Regions from separate parts of the Mus musculus genome. Here all the other regions are linked to region 3. Evidence: chromatin contacts called from public promoter capture Hi-C data. All regions are on one chromosome and are shown on one strand. The core of a region is the stretch at or near the end of the contact, and the rest is flanking DNA. Distances in the headings are between cores, read along the strand shown. Region 1 holds the start of Gpat3 (glycerol-3-phosphate acyltransferase 3). Region 2 overlaps Lin54 (lin-54 homolog (C. elegans)). Region 3 holds the start of Coq2 (coenzyme Q2 4-hydroxybenzoate polyprenyltransferase).

Region 1 (4,552 bases), core at 1,659-4,158, 170 kb before region 3:
GGGCTGTGGTGTGACTGTTGTGGCAAGGTGTGGGATGAGTGTGCCGTGTGTGTATTTCTTGGGTTTAAGGTCAATGCACATGTGGAGAGAAATAGAGATCTTCTCTGACGTTGGTTTCTGCTCTGGATGGAAAACGCTTGGGGCCCGGACAAACAAACTCAAAAGCCAGAACCTGGATGGGCAATCATCTCATCAAATACAGTAATTTGACGACCGAGAACAACTGGGTGGTGACGCCCTCCTTGGAGATTAAAGCGAGGCAGTAATGAGCACCTGGAAGCCAGCATGTGCCTGTGATTCCCCTTATCTGGTTCTCCAAAGGACACTGCTGCCCAAGAAACCAGCTAGGTCATTTCAGGAGGCAGTGCTGAAGAGGATCACTGCTGTATGTGGAGTTAGCATTCTGAAGAACGGCCAGTAGGGAGGAAACTAAAATCCGCAGCATAGTGTGACTACAACACTGTGTAATGGCAATAAGAAGAGAGAAGAGAAAAAAAAAAAGTTAAAACCTTGAAGGCTAGCTAACAAGGTGGCACACATCACTCAGTGCTTGGGAACCTGAAGCAGCAAGAGCCAAGTTCAAGGCCAGCAAGTGTGAGCTAAGAAGTGAGATGCCATTTTGGAAGAGAGAGTGGGGCAGATAAAAGAATCTAACCATTTTAAGGACTCACAAAGTGGCCAGCAAAGAGAAAGTCCAGCAAAGGCCTAAGGGAAAGCATTAGCAAGCAGCAGAGGTAGAGATGTGCATCTAGGAGCCACTCCAGTGCTAAAAGCAAGGGACAGAGCCAAGTCCTACGGGAGGGCAGAAAGTACAGGTCAAAAAAGTGCACAGCTACAGATGGTAATAAAGAATCAGGAGAAACCGAAGGCAGCAGAATCTAAGCAATCGTACCCCGTCATTTAATCATAAAGACACAAGGCACCCACCATGCACGAGTGCCCTCCTACGGACTCAATGCACTGATGTGTTCGCACTCCTAAAAACTACGTGGAAAGCTAAGTCTGACGGTCCCACTCTGTAACACCAGAAAACAGAAGGTGGATTGTCAAGAACTTCAAAGCCAGCCAGGGCACCAAGAGTGAGATCCTGTCTCAAAACCAAAACAAAATCTATATGCAAATAGGCATTGTTTCCCCTCTTTTGAGGGCGAATACTATAAGGTACAGGGATCAGATGACCTTGCTAGATCAGATACAGAGAAACAGGGATGAGATTTGGGTACCAAACCAATGCAAAGCTGTACAGCCTACAGAGCCTCTGCATTCACTGTTGTCACACTTAACTCAAGCAAACGTCTGAACTCCGATTCTCACATCACTTGCCTCCCGGCCTGGAGTGGCCTTCTAAATTTTACTAAAAAAGAGTGTATAAGCTTATGCTGATGTCGTCCCTCCTGTCCCTCCACTCAGTTGGATCTAACACCTTTGTCCTTGAAATCTGCAAACAAACCCAGGACCAGAAACCTTTGGGATAGTATTCCAGTGCACCTGATTAGATAAAAATCCCCGTGACTACATTAAAATAAAATCTGATTCTTCAGCCGGGCACTCGGGAGGCTCGGGAGGCAGAGAGGCAGGCAGATTTCTGAGTTCGAGACCAGCCTGGTCTACAGAGTGAGTTCCAGGACAACCAGGGCTACACAGAGAAACCCTGTCCAGAAAAACCAAAAAAAAAAAAAAAAAAAAAAAAAAAAAAAAAAAAAATCAGATTCTTCTCTGCCACCCAGCCATTTGGTGTCTTATATTGGGCACCAAGTGGAACAGGATGCCTCTGTAGTCACAAAAGGACCTCTGAAACCTGGGGCTGTAAAAACTCAAGAGTGAAGTGACAGCCCGAGAGGCATAGTGGGTAATAAACCTGCTGATACAGCAAACGGCTGTCCTGGGGTTAATCTAGTAAGAAAAAAAAAAAAAAAAAAAAAAAAATAGTAGTGAAGAAGAAATACAGATAGAGGGATTCTTGTGAGGTGGGCTACTGTTCTTGACTGGTATCAGGCTGTCTTTCTCACTACAGCAGACCAGAAACTGAAATATTCTCTCGGGTCCCCGTTCCATCTCCACCCCGACCTCCCACCACTGACTGACCCCCTTGCCCAAATTGCTTTCACAGTTCAAAGCTCAACCCCTGCCACTCCAAGATCCGAAGTCCTCAGAGCAGCGGGAGCTCCACATCCTTTCCTGCACTCACCTCCAAGGTTTTCACCAGGATCTTCATGTAGATCTCCGAGATACCCAGGGATAATCCGAAGGCCGAGGGTAAAAGGATGAGGCCGCCCACCAGCGTCAGCCAGGTGGACAGGAGCTTCACCGCCAGGTCTGCGCCCTCCATGTCTCAGCACGCCCTCAGGAAGAGGTCCCCAGGAAAGCCGAGAGCGGTAGGTGTCAGAGTCCCAGGCAGTCCAGCCGCAGTTCGGAAAACACAGCGTCCAGCCCGGAGCCGGGCTCTGAGGAGTCTTTGCCGCCCGCCTCGTTCCCTTCAGCTCTGCGGAGCGAAGAGGAAAGGGAAGGCGAGAACTCTCAGAACTACTGCGATCTCCTTGCTTCCTCCCCTTGGGTCCCGGTTGGCCCCGCAAGCTCACTCTCTACTGGAGGCCCAGGCCAAGCTGTAGCCACGGCAGCCGGCTCAGACCTGAGTGTCTCTGGCGAGAAGACCCAGCTGGGTGACCTACGGGACACCCTAGTGCAGTCAGAGTGCATGGAGGCAGCCAGGAACGCGCCCCACCCCGGGCCTGATTTCCTCCGGGTAACGATTGCGACAACCCCGCGGTGACTCACCGAGGCCCTCCGGCAGCGAGGATCCCCGCAGGTTCCCTGCACCTCGGCGTGGGCTGCGGGCTATGCGGGTAGCCAGTGGCTTTCGGGCGCCGGGCTCCCTTTTTCTACACTCTACCCTTGCCCCACCCCCATCGCCACCCAACAGGGAGCTCCGGGGCATGACCGCGTCTCCCGGGCGCTGCTGCCTAGAGAGCCGCCGCCCTCCGCCCCGCCCCCCCGCACTCCCAGCAAAGGTTCTTTCGGTAGCAGACTTTCCATCTTCACCCACAGAACGGACCGCTGACGTCCCCGATCGCTGCGGAAGATCTTGTTTGTGAGCCTGCAACACGACCTCCTGGGAAGGGCTTTCGGGAGGAGGAAACTACTGAACAAGGGTGAGGCAGTCGCGCACCGTGGCTCGTGGCTCTCTCTTACCTCCTTCCTAGCTGCAGTCAGGGAAAGAAAGCTCGCCCGCTTTCTCTCTCTCCACAAGTCGCCTTAGCCACTCTGCCACCACCTCTCTAGCCACAAAATAGACCCAGAAATTCCAAGCGGTTGTGTCGCAGAAGACTGGAATTCCAGCACTTACGCTCGGGAATCTGCGACTGGAGAATTCCGAGGAGATGGGTCTGGGCTGTTTTGAGTTCCAACAGTCAGCTTAAGACTAAATAGGTAGATCCTTTATAGACCTTGCTTTAAAAGGGCAGGCGGACCGGTGAGCGGGCGAGGGGGAGGGGAGGACAGGACACCCTAGAGGCTGTTTGTCACTCCCCTCCCTGGAGGAGATTCCAGTCTAAGCTTCCCTAGCATCCGCCTACACCGACTGCAGAAAACGCTGCGCAAATACTAACCTTCACCTAACTGGCTAAGAGTTTCTCAGGGGTCCACGTCCCACGCCGCTGTGATGAACGGCCTTACTAGAACGAAGAAGGGAAAATCCTGCACGCGTATTCCACTGCAGGACAACCAGTTTTAACAATAAGCGTGAGAAAAGATATTGAGAGCAGCAGTTTGCAAAGCGACTGACTAGGATCCAAACCATCACCGAGTCGGCCCTCAATTCTTAGAAGGACCAAACTCTTACTGTTGACAGTCGGGAGTCAGTTTGGGAGCTGGAAAAAGTGAGAGAGCTAGCAAAATGAACTGAAAGTATTTACAGCAAATATTGCAGAGAAAGCTGCCCTCACCTCCAGAAGGGGTGGAGGAAGAAGGAAGCCGGCCTTAAAGACTGTACAAGTTTGTTCTCTGAGCCTCCTGCCAGGTAGGTGTAAGACACTTTTCCCACTAAGAAGGGGGAAGGGGAGGACAATGAAGTTATGAAGGAAACGGAGCTTACTCTCAAAACAGCTTCTGGGGTCATTGAGGTGGCTCATCAACAAAGTTGCCTGATGCCAGTCAGCTAGGATGACCCGTCAATCTTTGGACACCACCACTACCCCCCCCCCCCCCCCCCGTATAAGGGGAGAACCAATTTATCTCCTGCCCACCTGTGCTCGGTGGCATGCCTCCCCACACACACAAAATAAATAAAACGTAACAAAAATTATTTTTTGAAAAGCATCTACCAGGCATTATGTGGAAAACCTGTAACCCCAGCGCTTAAGAAATAGAAACAAGAGGATCAGGAGTTCAAGTCCAGCATGGGCTTTCTTAGACACCATCTAAAAATCAAATAAACCTCTATGTATGTGCAGAAGGAAACTGGAAGCTGGCCAACATATCTCTGAGCGCATGTGTGGTTTATATAGTTAGGCCACAAGCTAGGGTTTATTAGCTCAGTTAATGTTCCAATAAAATA
Region 2 (5,040 bases), core at 573-3,072, 190 kb after region 3:
CCAATAAGTTATGTTTCCATCCTTGCCCCTCTTTTGAGAGTGGGTCTTGATATGTATATAGGTATTAATCGCCCTTCTGTTGCTGTGATAAAATACCATGACCAAAAGCGACCTAAAGAACCTTCGGTTTATGGTTCCAGAGCAAGACTCCACTGTGGCAGGGAAGACATGGCACAGGAACAGGGGAGCTGGTTGTACACATTCCCTCCATTTACAGGGAACACAGAGGGCAGGAAGGAGGATGTGGCTGCTTGAGGAAGCCTCAGCATCCTTCTTAGGGACGTGCTTCCTCCTGTAAGGCTTCACCTGTAAAAGTTTCTATAATCTCCTGAGCAGCCCAACAGCTGGAGATGCAGTGTTCATATGTGAGTCTGTGGGGGCCACTAATTTAAACCACTACCCAGGTTAGCCTTGAACTGACAATCCTGCCTCCACCTCCTAAATCTGTAGGTTATGCACATGAACCTCCATTCTTGAGTTCATTTAATTTTTTTATGGTTGTATTCATTTTTACTTCATATGTATTAATGTCTTGCCTGTGTGTATGCCTGTATACCACATATGTACAGTGCCTTCAGAGTCCAGAAGAAGGCATCAGATCTCCTGGGACTGGAGACAGCTCATATGGTCCAATGCTTTTTAACTGCTGAGCCATTTCTTTATGTCAAGTTTTTTTTTTTTAATTTATTTTGTTTGTTTTCTTTTCAGAATAGGCAAGATGGTTTTGCTGATAATGGTGCATTTGGCCTACATTCAGTCCTAGTGATTGACATGTTGGAAGGAGCCAACACTCGCCCTTTGCTCTCCGTTCGACTCTACACTTATACCACTGTACTTGTCCAGCACCCCACAAATGAATCCATACATCTGTATTCATTTACATATCTGTATGTGTGTTCAGATGATCATTTGAAAGAGTGAAAACAGTGAAAGCTAACCCTTTCAGCTTGTTAAAGGAAGCCTGAGAAACCTGCAGAGAAACAGATGATACCAGGAAGCAGGCAAAGATGTCTGTTTTCATTCTGTTAAGTCATCATTTTGTGTGACATCACAAGTAAATATAGAAAGGCAAAGGAAATACAAGGTGTGCAGATTAGAAAGGAAGATTGGAGCTGGGCGTGGTGGCGCACGCCTTTAATCCCAGCACTCGGGAGGCAGAGGCAGGTGGATTTCTGAGTTTGAGGCCAGCCTGGTCTACAAAGTGAGTTCCAGGACATCCGGGGCTATACAGAGAAACACTGTCTCGAAAAACCAAAAACCAAAAACAAAAACAAAAAAAAAAAAAAAAAAAAAAGAAAGGAAGAATTGCAATTATTACTTGCAGACAAGTATTGATGAACGTTTTCAGTAATCTACATTGCAAGCTACTACAGTGAATAAGTGGGCTTAGGATGCAGGGTACATGGACAGTAATCAAAACTCAATCCTATCTCAGTGTTAATGATAGACACTTGGGAAGTAGGGAACATCATTTATAATAGCATAAAAACAGTACTTAGGGGTAGACTGAGCAGCATCAGAGGCATACACTTGGAGTATGAAATGTTGATGGGTAGATATGCTGTTGGGAGCCTACTCTGGGGTCTTTGCATTTCTGTATGAGCTACAAAGGGAGGCGGTGGCAGCTCTGTCTGTGTGTGTGTGTGTGTGTGTGTCAGACAGACAAAAAGCTTTGTCTCAGACTCAGGACTCTTGTGTTTGGAGGATGAAGCAGTAACTGGTACTGTGTTTCCTTGCTTGCAAACAGCCTATTTAAAAAACCAAACCTCCCACCTGAATTTGGGCTTTGGCTTCTGAAAAGGGGAAGGAAGGGTAGGGTTCTTGTGGGCTAGGTTACAGGCTGTGAAAGATTTTCTGGGCAATGAGTACTCCTCTGTGAGGTAGACAACTTGGGCAAGAGAGTTTTACCTGATAGATCATATTTAGTGGCTCAGCTGACAAGTGGAACCGACTAGATGATGCTAGTTATTGTACACACTCAAGCCCATGCCCTTTGCTGAAAGGCAGTGCGAGTGGCTGCTGAGTGAAGGATCCCTCAAAACTTGGAGTGTGGGGATTTCCACAGGGTGGCAGTGAGGGAGGGTATGGAGCTGTGTGTTAGTGAAAACCGCAGGAGTTGGTTGGGCTACAAGAGGAGTTCTTAGGATTGGAAGAAATGCCAAGGTGTGTTTATTAGTGTGGAGCCACTAGCTCCATCTGTGTCTTGACCTTAAGACCAAAGTTCATGCCTATGCGTCTGTGCCCCATTTTGCACATTGTAAAGAAGAAGAAAAAATCACAGTTGAACTACTGTAGGTCAGGCCCTTCTGTGGTATTTACCCGTGGCATCCGAGAATTGCAGCGTGGGCCCTTCCTCACATGTGTTTTGAGACTGATCTTTGCTGTTGCATTCATTACTAGCTCCCTTCCTGAGATTAAAGGCCTGGCTTCTGAATCTTAATTCCTTAATTCTACAGCGTGAGTTCCAGGACAGCCAGGGCTACACAGAGAAACCCTGTCAAAAAAAAAAAAAAAAAAAAAAAAAACCAAAAAAAAAGACAGGCTGTGCTAGGAGGTGAGAGGATACTATGTCTCCAAAAGAAGAGAAGTAAGAGTTGCTGATTAGGATCTAAGCGATTTTCGAAGTTCTCTGAGCAAACAGTAGTTTCCTGGTTCATGCCATACTGTCTTTATTACATGCTGATACTGGACACCACTCCTTTGTTGGAAGTTCGAAAGGATTTTTAGGGAAAAGTATTTAGGCTGATTTGTTCATAAGCTAAACTTATTTTTTTCCTTGATGGGGGCTGGTTGTACATTATTTATTTTTTATTTTATGTGTGTTTTGCATGCATGTATGTATGTACACTGTGTGCATGCTTGGTGTTTGTAGCAGTCAGAAGAGGGCATTGAGTCACCAGGAACTGGATGGAGTTCCAAAATGTTCTGAGCCACCATGAGAGTGCTAGAAACTGAACCCTGGTCCTCTGCAAGAACAACAATTGCTCTTAATTGCTGAGCCATCTCTCTAGACTTATATAATCTTGAATAGTTTCTTCTTTGATACTTTAAATGGCAGAGGATTTGAAAATCTTTCCAAAGAAAAATTCCTCTATAAGAAGCTACTTGATTAGACTTGGGCCACATAGTCCATTTGATCTCCGTGAAGTGGATTCATCTAGAAACCCCTTTACTGTTTAGTGGATGTTTATAAGTAGGGTAATGCCATTTGTAGATAGGTCATTGATACATTTTGTTATTTACATTTTTCTTGAGTGTATTTTTAAAATCTGCTTTAAAGCCTGGTAACGGGTTTTTCCGCTTTTCTTGCAGCACCTGGGCATCTCTCTAGAAGCGGTGCGATCATGGAGGTGGTGCCGGCCGAGGTGAATAGTTTGCTTCCAGACGACATAATGGACACTGCTATAACGTTAGTGGATGAGGATAGTATTGAGGCTGTAATTGTGTCATCCCCAATTCCCATGGAGACAGAGCTGGAAGAAATTGTCAACATAAATTCTACCGGTGACTCTACAGCCACGCCCATTTCCACGGAACCAATCACAGTGTACAGTAACCACACTAACCAAGTTGCAGTGAATACCACAGTTTCTAAAGCAGATTCTAATACCACAGTGAAACCAGCATTTCCAAGTGGCCTTCAAAAACTTGGTGCTCAGACTCCTGTGACTATATCAGCCAATCAGATTATTTTAAACAAAGTATCACAGACATCTGATCTTAAACTTGGCAATCAGACCCTTAAACCAGATGGACAGAAGTTAATATTAACAACTTTGGGCAAGTCTGGTTCACCAATTGTTTTAGCACTACCCCATAGCCAACTACCCCAGGCTCAGAAAGTTACAGCTCAGGCCCAGCCAGGAGATGCTAAGTTACCACCGCAGCAAATTAAAGTAGTTACCATTGGAGGGAGGCCAGAGGTGAAACCTGTCATTGGTGTCTCAGCACTGACCCCAGGAAGCCAACTGATTAATACTACAACTCAGCCCTCTGTGTTACAGACCCAACAGTTAAAAACAGTACAGGTAAAAACAAAAAAAGGGCATATTACTTAAAGTGCATGTTAAAAAGTTAAACTGATGCAAAGTTGTATTTATAGGGTTGTTAATTGCCTAACTTTTAATGAATTCTTTTCAATGTTTTAAGTAATTGTGTGGATTTGTTTTGTTGTTAAACTTGATATGTCTAATGCTCATGAAAAAATTTCACCAGAGAACTTATAGCAAACTAAGTTTTGGTTTACTTTCATATCGTATATTTATAGCCTTTTATGCATTTTATACATACTGGTAGTTTGGCTACAGAGTATTATTTTGCTGGCATAAAGATGCCCAACTTACTGCAAAGCTATCATAGCAGTCCATCCTTTTTTCTTTTTTCTTGGTTGATTAATGACCACAGAGTAGGTAAACCTTGCTGTTCTGAGAATCCCGTGGAGCCACAGTGCTCACAGGGTTTGTCTCTTGTTTGAAACTTCCTGTCCATCCCCACTGTTCATGTTTGGAATGTGAGGAAGACACTGACTGTAACGGCGCAAAGTGCACTGTGAGTTGGACTGCTGGGTTTCAGTCACCTCCGTGGTAGCCATAGGCTGTGGGACCGTGGCTAGTTTGCTCTCTCAAGTTTTTACCTTAGCTTAACATGGCTTCTTGATCATTTAAAAAAAAACCAAAATATAGTGTTATATACGTCTCAAAAAACATCACGGGCCCTTCAGAATAGAACTTAATAATACGAACAGTATAATAAAAGATCATCAGTGGGGGTGGGTGGGTAAGGGGGACTTTTGGTATAGCATTGGAAATGTAAATGAGCTAAATACCTAATAAAAAATGGAAAAAAAAAAAAAATCATCAGGGCATGCATGAAATTTTTTCAGTCTTTGGCCCCAAAAGCCTCTCTAGGCCTTACAGCACTTAGACATGCAGTGATTTTGTTAGAGGGAAACCACAGTACATTTCCTGTTTGGAAGAGTTGTCTTTGAAAAGAAACCAGATGGCAGCCAGTCGTGCTCCCCCTTAACCTTTAACCCCAGCT
Region 3 (4,613 bases), core at 1,260-3,759:
GCATGTACAATAAGAGGCATATGCAATACAAATTGCTGGTAAGATACTTCTAATAGCCGATAGGTGTATGAGAAAGGCACGGCCGCATGAAGACCAGTGCTCAGTTACATTACTGAATGTTAAATGCAATAACATTGAAGTTTCCCTAATCTTTCTTGTCTGCCTTGTTAGTGAGACCTTTTAAGCTCACATGCCTGTTAGCTTTTAATCTGCACCTTATCTTATTGCTCCAATGATTTTCATTATTTATTTCACCCTTGTGGTTCACAGCCTCTCCACAAAAAGAATACTTTCCAAGTCCAGGAATAGAACTTCCCAGGGCATATGAGTTTGAAACCATTTTTACCTTCTTTAAAAAACAAAAAAACACTCATGGAAGGAGTTACAGAGACAAAATTTGGAGCTGCGACGAAAGGATGGACCATCTAGTGATTGCCATATGCAGGGATCCATCCCATAATCAGCTTCCAAACGCTGACACCATTGCATACACTAGCAAGATTTTGCTGAAAGGACCCAGATATAGCTCTCTCTTGTGAGACTATGCCGGGGCCTAGCAAACACAGACGTGGATGCTCACAGTCAGCTATTGGATGGATCACACGGCCCCCAATGGAGGAGCTAGAGAAATTACCCAAGGAGCTAAAGGGAACTGCAACCCTATAGGTGGAACAACATTATGAACTAACCAGTACCCCGGAGCTCTTGACTCTAGCTGCATATGTATCAAAAGATGGCCTAGTTGGCCATCACTGGAAAGAGAGGCCCATTGGACTTGCAAACTTTATATGCCCCAGTACAGGGGAACGCCAGGGCCAAAAAGGGGGAGTGGGTGGGTAGGGGATTGGGGGGGTGGGTATGGGGGACTTTTGGGATAGCATTGAAAATGTAAACGAGGAAAATACCTAATAAAAATAAATAAATAAATAAATAAATAAATAAAACAAAACAAACAAACAAACAAAAAACCAAAAAAACCCAAAACCTCAAACATTTATTCCATGTATTTAGTTATTTAGTGTGTGTGTGTGTGTGTGTGTGTGTGTGTGTGTCTCCCACGGAAGGCCACAGACATCATGTCACAAAAGCAAAAGGTTGCTATTGACCCTCTATGGAGTTAACAGAACAGGGCAGAGAGCCATGGTCGCTCCTGCTTCATGCTAATAACTATTCTTTGGACTCAGTCTAGTCTTTACTTTTATAATGTCCTACTACCACTGCAGGACAAGTTGAAATGGGTTTGAGAGTGAAAAAGTTAGTGGACTTTAAAATACATTTTTTTCAAATAAAAAAAAAGCAATTTTAAAAAACAGCTTTATCATCCTTTCCCTCTAAAATAGAAAGCATTCGCAATGATTTTTGCATTTTAAATATTGTGTTGGGAACTCCAGGCAAATGGAAATAGTGTGCAAGTGTGAAAGAGCCTCGTGTTTGGCATGGCGGCACCTATGCTACCTGAAAGGGTGCTTGAAAATAAACAGCGTGGAGGCAACTTTTGGGAAAAGAAAGGAGCCTCAAAGGCCGCAAACCTGTAGAGGAGCTCAACTGGCAAGCAGCAGATGGAGCTAAAAGATCAAAGGACCAGCAGCGCTTCCCAGACTGCAAAGGCCAGCGCGCCCCCTGCTGCACCTTCCTCAAGCGCCAGGCCAGGATCACAGAACTCACTTCATAGGCTTTAAGGAAGGGCACCGAAAAGGATACACCACCATCTCAAAACACTAAAATCCAGATAAGCGACTTGTCCAGAGCCAGTCAGTGAGGGGTTACCGTGGAATAACACATACCAGGTACCTGCAAACATGCAACGGCCAACTATATTAACAAGGGTCGCATAAAGTTGGTTATTGTTTTGTTTTTCTTTGTTTTATTTTTCAAGACAGGGTTTCTCTGTGTAGCTCTGGCTGTCCTGGAACTCACTCTTTAGTAAGCTGGCCGAAAACGTAAAGATCTGACTGCCTCTGCCTCCCGAGTGCTGGGATTAAAGGAGTGCGCCACCACCACCTGGTTATGAAGTTGTTCTTGAGTGAAACTGCATCCTTTTTAGCTGTCAAACTTAGGTTCACCTCGAGTAAAGAATTTCCCTTAAGTATATAGATATAGATAGATATACTTAAATTCATATATATGTATATATATGAGTATATGTATATATGAATATACATATATAAAAATTTACATAATTTGATTTGGCTTTTTGTTTCCCTTTTAGTGTTAGAAGGTGAACATTCCATGTAGTTAACATTTTTGGACTTAAGTTTTTCTTTTTATGGTAGAACTATTCCATACAAATAAACAAACACTCTCCTTTTGAGTTCATTAAGAAGCCTGGAGATGGAGAGATGGCTCAGCGGTGAACAGCACCTGCTGCTCTCCTTACAGAGGACCCAGGTTTGATTTCTAGCACCATACGGCTCAGCCCGGTCTGTAAATCCAGTTCCAGGAGCGCGCGCGCCACCACTGCGCATGCCTGCCCGCGGCCCGTCGCCCTGGATGACGCCACCGACCGGCGTCCAGCCTGGCGCCATGCTGCGCTGGGGAGGCGCGGGGCTCGCGCGGGGCCTGCGGGCCGTTCGGTCCGCATGGCTGCGAGGTCCGCGCGGGCTCCCATTGGCCCTGGTGCGCAGCGCAGGGGTTCCGGGCGCGCGGGATCGGCGAGCCCCGGCCCCCGGGACGCAGCGGGGCCGAGCTCTCAGCCTGTCGGCCGCGGCCGTGGTGAACTCGGCGCCCCGCCCGCTGCAGCCCTACCTGCGCCTCATGCGCCTGGACAAGCCCATAGGTGAGTGGGGCGGGCTGGGCTGCGCTGCGCTCGACAGCCTGCCTGCCTGAGGAGCAGGGCCGCAGTGACCGCGACTCCGCTGCGATGCACCCATTGGGCCAGTCCCCTCGGGACTCGGTCAGGACCTTAGCCAGGGACACGCAGATTTTCCCTCGCTCTGAGCCGGGAGTCCCGGAGGCGGACGTTGATAATCACATATTCCCAGACCATTCCACAAACTCCAGACCACTCCTACCCCATTCAGATGTGAGCAGGTGCTCCTTTGCTTTCACGAAGCTTTTGATTGTTGATTTGCAGTTTTGAAGCATTTCTGCATTCATTAGTTTTCGATTTTTGCCTCCAATTATGTAAGGCCCAAGGGGCATGTAAGTAAGACTATTGAAATCAAGGCTCCTCGTCAGAGCCAGACCAGAAGGACCCCAAAAGTGTTACTACTGGGCTTTTTTTCCCCCTCATCACCGGTTACAAAGATTGAGAGCATCTGAACACAGCCGGGTTATCGTGCTTTAGAATTGCCCGCCAACGTAAACTCACACAAGCCTCTCTATGACCTTCTTTTTCTCAGTCTTTTTCATCAAAGTGCTCACGGACTATTGACACCTGTGACACAATATAAGCTCCGTCTGCACGCAAGGTTTCTGTCTAGTTGGTAAAACGATGCCCGGAGTTGTAGATGAAGTCACCTGGCCTTAGTGACAGAATGAGCTAGGAAAACTACCAGCTTTGAAAGAATTTGTTTCTGGCTGGAAAAGACAGTTGATAACCTAGGAAAGTATGGAAAAGTATCAGAGGTATAGGTCATGCACAGGAAAAGAAAAATAACTTACTGTCTCCAGAGTTCGAACAACTGAAAAAAATAGTACTCCAAAGGAAATGCTATATTATAGAGTAGAGAGGTCTTGGAGAAATATTTTCAAAATCCAAGGGTAGCTAAATATGGTGGCTCACATCTATAGTCTAACATCCAACGGCAGGAGGGCTGATTCAAGTTGCAAGTCAGTCTGGGCTTTATATTCTGAAATAAAAGCCAAACAAACAGACTTAGTGCTGAAACATTAAGACTAGGAGCCTGACCTGCAACCCTGGAAAGATGTAGGAAGAGGGATACAACTGAATTCCAGCTAATCTAGATGTCAGTATGTACAGTTTCAGCGTATGGAAGAACATCCAAATGCCAAACTTATTTGTTCTGCCTTTACCTATCCAGGACCCCCAACGTGGCCCCGTTTGGGTTTGGTGTTTGTTTTTGGACAGGGTCCCATATGTGTCTTTGGCTAACCTTGACCTCCTGCCTCCATTTCCCAGTTGCTAGGACTGCAGGCACTCTCCTCCATGCCTGGCTGGACCTGTTTTATTTTGCATAAGACAAGGGCTTGCTTTGTACTGCAGGTTGGCCACAAACTCCAGAGCTTGCCTCAGCGTCCAGGTGACAAAGTGGGTGGGGTGGCAGTAGCCAGGTGTCACTGTTGATATTCTAGATGTGAATGCTCCCTGTGTGGGTTTTAAGCACCGAATCACTGCAACAAGAGATTATAGACACCTATTAAATAGAAGGCAGGCCTGCCATTATTAGGGTGTTGTATAATTCAGGGTTTACACAAGCATTTTATAATTCTGTTCTTAGATTCTGGGTGACAAAGCTACAAGAGAGACTTGCAGACACGCAGGACAGATCAACAGCTGCCATTGTTTCTGTTTTCACAATTAAGCATCATTAATCTAGTGGCTGTACATCCTGCCATGTAACAGGACTCTATAAAGTGATTCTGAGCCACATTTTTGAGCCAGACCTTGTGGTTTTGAACCTTCAGCTCAATCCAGTGGAGGGACTGTGGTT

What was found. Promoter capture Hi-C pulls out the DNA fragments that hold promoters and counts their contacts. Capture Hi-C pulls out chosen DNA fragments and counts their contacts.
Region 1: a promoter capture Hi-C map of adipose tissue shows a contact between it and region 3. The contact joins the promoter of Gpat3 here to the promoter of Coq2 in region 3. A contact is called at or near these places in 4 of 39 promoter capture datasets (the C10 cell line, liver and pre-B cells), 4 of 484 Hi-C or Micro-C datasets (CD8 T cells, bone marrow-derived macrophages, cardiomyocytes and 1 more), 7 of 115 datasets of contacts at active chromatin or transcription factors (the 230-238 cell line, acute myeloid leukemia, large pre-B cells and 3 more) and 2 of 9 other capture datasets (adipose tissue and liver).
Region 2: a contact with region 3 is called in a promoter capture Hi-C map of hematopoietic stem and progenitor cells, with 2.5 times the contacts expected there. The contact joins the enhancer-like site here to the promoter of Coq2 in region 3. A contact is called at or near these places in 11 of 39 promoter capture datasets (the 3T3-L1 cell line, 3T3-L1-derived adipocytes, the C10 cell line and 6 more), 2 of 484 Hi-C or Micro-C datasets (bone marrow-derived macrophages and nephron progenitors), 6 of 115 datasets of contacts at active chromatin or transcription factors (the SCID.adh cell line, bone marrow-derived macrophages, large pre-B cells and 3 more) and 4 of 9 other capture datasets (adipose tissue, liver, macrophages and 1 more).

The regions. Positions count from the first base shown.
Region 1 is chr5:100,844,585-100,849,136 of GRCm38.p6, reverse strand. Gpat3 (glycerol-3-phosphate acyltransferase 3) reads right to left here and starts at 2,908. Exons shown (of 13, transcript NM_172715.3): 1 at 2,776-2,908; 2 at 2,189-2,482. The coding sequence starts at 2,329. It overlaps Gm46917 (a long non-coding RNA gene), which reads right to left and starts at 1,578. Exons shown (of 2, transcript XR_001784903.1): 1 at 928-1,578; 2 at 173-460. It also overlaps a transcript of Abraxas1 not described here.
Region 2 is chr5:100,484,128-100,489,167 of GRCm38.p6, reverse strand. Lin54 (lin-54 homolog (C. elegans)) reads left to right here. Exons shown (of 13, transcript NM_172714.4): 2 at 3,313-4,028. The coding sequence starts at 3,345. Among named protein-coding and RNA genes, the nearest start is that of Lin54, 14 kb to the left of the region's middle. Within about 2 kb of position 1,822, at least 14 of the 459 cell types and tissues checked have an H3K27ac peak or open chromatin away from gene starts, as enhancers often do. A contact at or near this core is called in the HPC-7 cell line and hematopoietic stem and progenitor cells, where this site is marked.
Region 3 is chr5:100,672,152-100,676,764 of GRCm38.p6, reverse strand. It overlaps Coq2 (coenzyme Q2 4-hydroxybenzoate polyprenyltransferase), which reads left to right and starts at 2,509. Exons shown (of 7, transcript NM_027978.2): 1 at 2,509-2,776. The coding sequence starts at 2,524.